2 separate regions of the Gossypium hirsutum genome follow, and region 1 is linked to region 2. A link is a contact called in public Hi-C data. All regions are on one chromosome and are shown on one strand. The core of a region is the stretch at or near the end of the contact, and the rest is flanking DNA. Distances in the headings are between cores, read along the strand shown. Region 1 holds the start of LOC107938650 (60S ribosomal protein L29-2). Region 2 holds the start of LOC107933235 (COBRA-like protein 7).

Region 1 (3,403 bases), core at 474-2,973, 220 kb before region 2:
AATGGGGGTGGACTGAGATCCAAAGGGAGCACAAGCAGTTTTGCACTTAAAAAGTTAAAATTACACCAAAAATAGCCAATGCCAAGAGTTCCCATAGACGATCAAATCTTATACAATTCCAACTAGTCATACAACTACTAGTAAAAAGCAACATTCAAGGGATTCAGAATTTAAATCCCAACATTTATAACTCTCCCTGTCATCATCTTTTGTGGCCACCTTTTTTTTTTTTTCTAAAAAAGACCAAACCTAAAGGTTAGATCAACCGGTTCATACAACAATCAGAAAATGCCAACATTTTCAAATCTTTCTGCGGTCTGCCTAGAAAATTCCACAACATATGCCTAAAACAGCAATCCTCCCTACACAAAATTCTGCCTAAGAAGTGGCCAGAATCAAGAGCAAATTCTTGAATGCAAAATAGGTTCGCAATTCTAATTTATGGTGCTAAAATATAATCTATGGTCACTTTTAGAACGTAATGTATAAACCATGACAATTCTTACAAAGAACTATTCCGGATTGAAGACTATCCTCAAAAGTCAAAAGGGAAAGTTATGATTCATGGTCTTTGCCTAAAACTAAAATTGCATAAAAAATAAAACCGTACTATGCCAGTAATCAACAAGTATACTAGGTAGGACATCATTACGAGAGTATGACCCTCCAAATACATGGGAGAAAATTGAAAAAACTTGTACAACACGTAGTTGTGTTTGATACCCATACCCAAAGCCAAGCACCGTAGTTTCTAGATTTCATTTACTTGGACCAATAGCTAAAAGCAAAACCCCAAGTCTACTTGGACTATAATGCTTAATAACACCTAACATAAATCACTTCAGATAAGAAAAGCAAATTATAAAATCCACTCAGCGTCATCCATGTTCATGCATCATTATATAGCTAAAAAGGATGAACTTTTCCAGGCCAAATCAATGAACTTAATACATGAAAATAATAAGAGAAAGAAACAAGGAAAAAGAACAGCGAATAAGCTCAAAACATGTTCATGATATTAATAAGCTCACAACTTCAGATCTTTTCTAACAAATATAATCAACAATCCCATAAAACAACAATATAAAAACTAAAGGAGCGTAAATTTAACACTAAATTCCATAGAAGATAGTAAAACAGCCCTAACTAGAAAAACTTTAATAAAGGATAATTTTCTTTTCCATTTAAATTTACTCTTCCTCAGCGGCAGACTCTCCATTCTTCTTGTTGTGCTTCCTTGCATACCTCTGGTTCCTCAAGAACTTTGGATCCATCTACACATACAAAAACAACAACAACAACAACAAAACCATTTGTTAGATAAAAATCTTAAGTTAACTCAAAATTCGATCGGAAAAAGAAAATAAAAATGATACCCCTTTGGTGGAAGTATGGCGTTGACTCTTGGGTTTCTTGATGCCATTCTTGTGAGCCTTGTAAGACTGATTGTGAGCGGTGTGGTTCTTTGACTTGGCCATATCTGCTCAACCCTAATCTGAATCAGACCCAAAAAACCGCTGTGTAAAATTGATCCTGTAGAGAAAAGAAGCGATTTTCAACTGAATAGAAATGGATTTAGAAGCTAACCTGATAGATATCAAGATGCGGAGGCACTCACTAGGGTTTTTGGATATTGTTATATATTGGGAAGGTTTGAAACCCTAATTTCTTAATGTTGGAAGTTGAAAGACGAGAATGCCCCCGAATTGTTTATTGATAGATGGGTCGGGTTTTACCCATTTCGGGTAATCAGATAAACTCATTTATTGGACCTCATTGCGGGCTTCATTAAATTTTATCAAAGCCCAAATTATATTTTTAGATAAAGCTCAAAAGGAAAATATAATTTTTTAAATAAATCTACTAGGGATAATGGCATAAATGATCCCTTAACTATAACAAATATTTGAATATGGTATATGTGCTTCTTCTTTTTTTAATTAAGGATTGTTACTTGTAAGTTGCAAGGGCATTTTATTAGTGTCCACAATTACAAAGTCATGAATTTCGTCAAAGTAATCCATCTCAAACCGTACATTGTTATCACTATTAAAACCTATGCGGCTTAAGCAATCCGTTACTCTATTGGTCAAACATGTTACATACACAAACTCGATGTTTAGAAATGTTACTAAAATTCATTGTTTTCTTTCAATCATCGGTGTCTAACAATCATTTTTGATACATATCCTATGGTCAGAGGAGGAGCCAGGGAAACTAAGTGGAGGTCCGAACTGACTAATGTTGAAGAATAAGCGGATGAGTTGTGGTTAGGGGTGAAATGCCACTCGAACCCGAAGCTACCTGGTTCCCCCCGAAATGTGTTGAGGCGCAGTAGTTGACTGGACATCTAGGGGTAAAGCATTGTTTCGGTGCAAGCCGTGAAAGCGGTACCAAATCAAGGCAAACTTTAAATACTAGATATGACCTCAAAATAACAAGGGTCGAGGTCAGCCAGTGAGACGATGGGGGATAAGCTTCATCGTCGAGAGGAAAACAGCCCGGATCACCAGCTAAAGCCCCTGAATGACCGCTCAGTGATAAAGAAGGTAGGGGTGCAGAGATTTGCACTCAAAGGTAGGGCATTTCCCATTTTTATCTGAACTTTTGTACTATAAACAATGGTATCTCCAATTATAGCCGCTCTGCGATGTAAAATATATCTCTTCTCACCATCCTCATAGTGTATAAGACAAATTTATGCATTTTGATTAGGGTCATATTCTATGGTTACAATTCTACCATATATGTATTTCTCATTTCATCGAAAAACCTTTTTACAGTATAGACGCTTATGACCTCCCCCTTGGTTATATCAAAATTCAAGAGCAACAAAAATTTTGGTTTACCATGGGTAAGGACACTATTGCTGACATAATAACCTCTATACGAAATGCTGATATGAATAGAAAAAGAACGATTCGAATAGGATCTACTAACTGTTGCGGAAGCGACGATAATATTAATAACAATATTATCAGAAATATTTAGATAATTATTATGCCAACAATTATACTAAGAAAATTCCCAGTTAAATTGGAGGGGTCACAATGGTCCCGCTTAAAACCCAACAACTAGACAGAACTCACTTAGATATTTATAGCAATAATAACTAAATAAATATAACCAACATAAAGCTATTAAATAAAAGCAAACAAATAAGAAATAAAATACCAGAGTTTTAACGAGGTTCGGCCAATTTAGCTTACGTCCTCGGACACTACCAAATTAATATTTCCTCTAGAAATATTACAAAGGAGAAGATTTTGGGATGATACAACCAAAGGGGGAGGGGTTCTATATATAACAAACCAAACCCCCTCCATTTCTATCTTTTCCTAATGTGGGATATTGCCAATATTCAACAAATCTCCACCTTGGCGATATTCCACATCTTCGAACA
Region 2 (3,113 bases), core at 89-2,588:
GTGTCAATAGGGGGTATAGCTGTACGCAACTAATTATGTCTTTGTTCTCAGATATACGAATTGTTAAAGTGCAAAAAAAAAACCTTTTAAAAGGAGTTTACTTGAGCCCTAAAAATTACATTGTTTGAATTCGAGATTTTGGAAAAGAAACAATTGTTGAGAAGGACAGTTTCAGAGGTAATCTCCCTAATTTTTCCATCATTCTTTCGATTTTTTCTAGTTTTATTAGAACACCATGGCTAGGACTAGAGGAAGTGGTTGTGTTATTCAAAACATCCCCCTGCGACGCTGTGAAGCGAGTACTCCTGTGGACGTTAAGGCCTACGTTTGCATTACGAAAGTGGAATAAATGAATCACATTTTGGCTGCTTGGGGAATTCAAATGCCAAACTTCGCTTATGACTTATCAATCCCTGAAGGATTAAATCAGTTGAGTGACACCAACGGCGATAGTTTTTACTTCCATTGCACGTGATAGAGGTAGGTTTCCATTTACCACTCAACCCTTTTTTTTATGCCACATTTTCGACGAGTACAAGATAACTGGGGCAGTTATTTGGTTTTTCATGGTGGGTTGCAATGGTATACTTCTTCGAATGCAGCCGATGCAAAGAAGTGCCACTGATCGTTGTTTTTCAGAATTTGTATCAGTTGAATGTCTGCAATCGAGAGGGTTCGATGGGTTTATTCTATTTCTCTCCTTGCGAAGATGTGGAATCCATCATTACCAACTGGTCTTCGAATCTTCATCTAAATCACTGCAAGTACATAAGGGTTAAGTACAAGCTTAATAGTGGCTTTGACTTTCCAACCGAGTGGTCAATACTTGGTAAGAGTATATGTTTGAAGAAGCAAGGAATTATAACAGAAGTAGGTTGGGGAATATTATAGACTTCACAAAGGTAGTGTACTAGATTTGGAGGAAGTGCTAATTGTGATGAATGTGTTTAAGCACTGCTTCTTAAATCCAAGACCCAATGGATAGAGGTAAGCTGATGCTGATGGTGGTGCGGACACCGTGGGACTATTACCTGCACAATTCGCTTGGCCACATAGAGCTATTAATGAGTTAGGGTTTATACTCTTGAGGAGAGGAGAAGAGAATAACTTAAAAAATTATTTTTATAGTTTTTTTTGTAAATTGAAGTCTTGTCCATGGCCTTCAAAAGTAGAAAGTAGTGCGAACAGTGTAGAACTCGACTTAGACCCAGACCCAATCAAATTATAGATCAATAATAATAACTATCATCACTATTATTAATACATTCAATCAAATAAATCACAAATCAAGATAATTATGCTTTACATTTGAAATTAAAATTTTCGAAATTTGAATTCAGCTTGAAATAATGAATGTTGTTCTTTGAATTGAGGAAAAAAAATAAGATTCAATATGAAAAATCGATCTGAAAACCGAGCAAAGCGTTGTCGTGTCTACTTTTTAAATAATTTTTTAAAAAAAGCTCGTGCTTTCAAAAAATTCCAGCCTTTGCTAAGCTGTCTTGTTCGAACACCAATCCAACGCGTTTCTTTTTCCACAACAAAAAACACTTTCCATTTGCTTTCGTTGTTTTGATCTTTCCCTTTCCGAATCTCATATCTTTCGATGGCTCTGAACCAGAGCTACGATCTGTTCTTCATCTTCAACCTCTCACTCCTTTTCGCTCTCTTACCCTTCTCTTTCTCTCAAACCGTCGCCGATGCCCCATCACCCGCCGCCGATACTTGCAATGGGATCTTCTTATCTTACGCTTACACCTCCGGAACCAAGTTAAAACCAACGGATCCCAAGCACCAGCCGTACAGATTCGAGTCAGTCTTAACGGTGCTGAATAACGGCGACGAGAAGCTTAAATCGTGGAGGGTTTTCGTGGGGTTTAAAAACGACGAGTATTTAGTTTCAGCGTCGAATGCGGTTTTGGCTGATGGGACGAGCTTGCCTGCCAATGTTGGGAACGGTACCGTTTTTGCTGGGTACCCCATGACTGATCTGAAAACAGCGATTGAGACTGCCGGAGATTTGAATCAGATTCAAGTTCAAGTTAAGCTTCTTGGGACTCAGTTTGGAGTGGCGGCTCCTAGTGTTCCCTTGCCTGAAACTATTCATCTTGCTAATGATGGCTTCCTTTGTCCTAAGCCTTCTTTGCAAGGTAAAAAAACACTTGGGTAAAGTTTATATGTATATGCTTGATTTTTCCTTGTTGTTTGAATGAGATATAATATTTGAGTAGATTAGTGGACAGTGGAAATTTTTTATTCCTGTATGGTTTTTTAGTGGATTTGGTCAAGTTTCTATGTCTGGGTTAGATCAAAAGATGATCATATAATAGAGAGTGGGAAATGTTTCATTTCAAGCTGTTTTGAAAGATCAAAATTATGATTTGGTTGAAGTAAATCATTTGTTTATAATCTCTGCTACTAGGAGTTTTCTGTTGCTGTAATGAAATTCTTCTGTTGTTAAAGATTTTATTACTGGGTTTGTCTCCTTATGCTGTTTTTTTTTTAGTTATCATTTTCTTCCTTGGTTGGATAGGGATGGACACTCTTTGATCTTGATTCTAGTTCACCTCTATGGCTTCGATCTGAATTCAATTATAATGGTGATGTTGAGGAATGCTTTAGATTGTATGAATATGATTTCCATTTGCTGTTTTCCAGGTAAAAGTGAGATGCAAGTTTGTTGCACCAAAGACCCGAAATTCAAGACGAATGTTACGGTAGAGGATGAGTTCCTACCTCGGCAAAGTGGTGATCTTACAATTATGTATGATGTGACGAGAACGTACGACTCGAACTATTGGGCACAGGTTACTATCTCAAACCATAACCCCCTTGGGCGACTTGATAATTGGAAATTGAGTTTTGATTGGATGAGGGATGAATTTATATATACGATGAAAGGGGCTTATCCGTATGTCGTTGATTCATCAGACTGCATATTCGGTCCGCAAGGACAACATTATAGGGATCTAGACTTTGGCAATGTGTTGAACTGTGAGAGGAGGCCGACGATTATTGACCTGCCTCTGACAAAGGCAAACGATACAACCATGGGGATGATCCCAAAATGTTGCCGGAATGGTACTATCTTGCCACCAACAATGGACCCTAGC

The links. Hi-C and Micro-C count contacts between places; a contact is called where the count stands out from the background.
Region 1: a Hi-C map of leaf shows a contact between it and region 2, with 2.6 times the contacts expected there. The contact joins the promoter of LOC107938650 here to the promoter of LOC107933235 in region 2. A contact is called at or near these places in 4 of 34 Hi-C or Micro-C datasets (all in leaf).

Annotation. Positions count from the first base shown.
Region 1 is chrA02:8,080,603-8,084,005 of Gossypium_hirsutum_v2.1, reverse strand. It overlaps LOC107938650 (60S ribosomal protein L29-2), which reads right to left and starts at 1,723. Exons shown (of 3, transcript XM_016871872.1): 1 at 1,588-1,723; 2 at 1,377-1,495; 3 at 995-1,274. The coding sequence starts at 1,478. The coding sequence ends at 1,191.
Region 2 is chrA02:7,856,369-7,859,481 of Gossypium_hirsutum_v2.1, reverse strand. It overlaps LOC107933235 (COBRA-like protein 7), which reads left to right and starts at 1,338. Exons shown (of 2, transcript XM_016865391.2): 1 at 1,338-2,150; 2 at 2,659-3,113. The coding sequence starts at 1,607.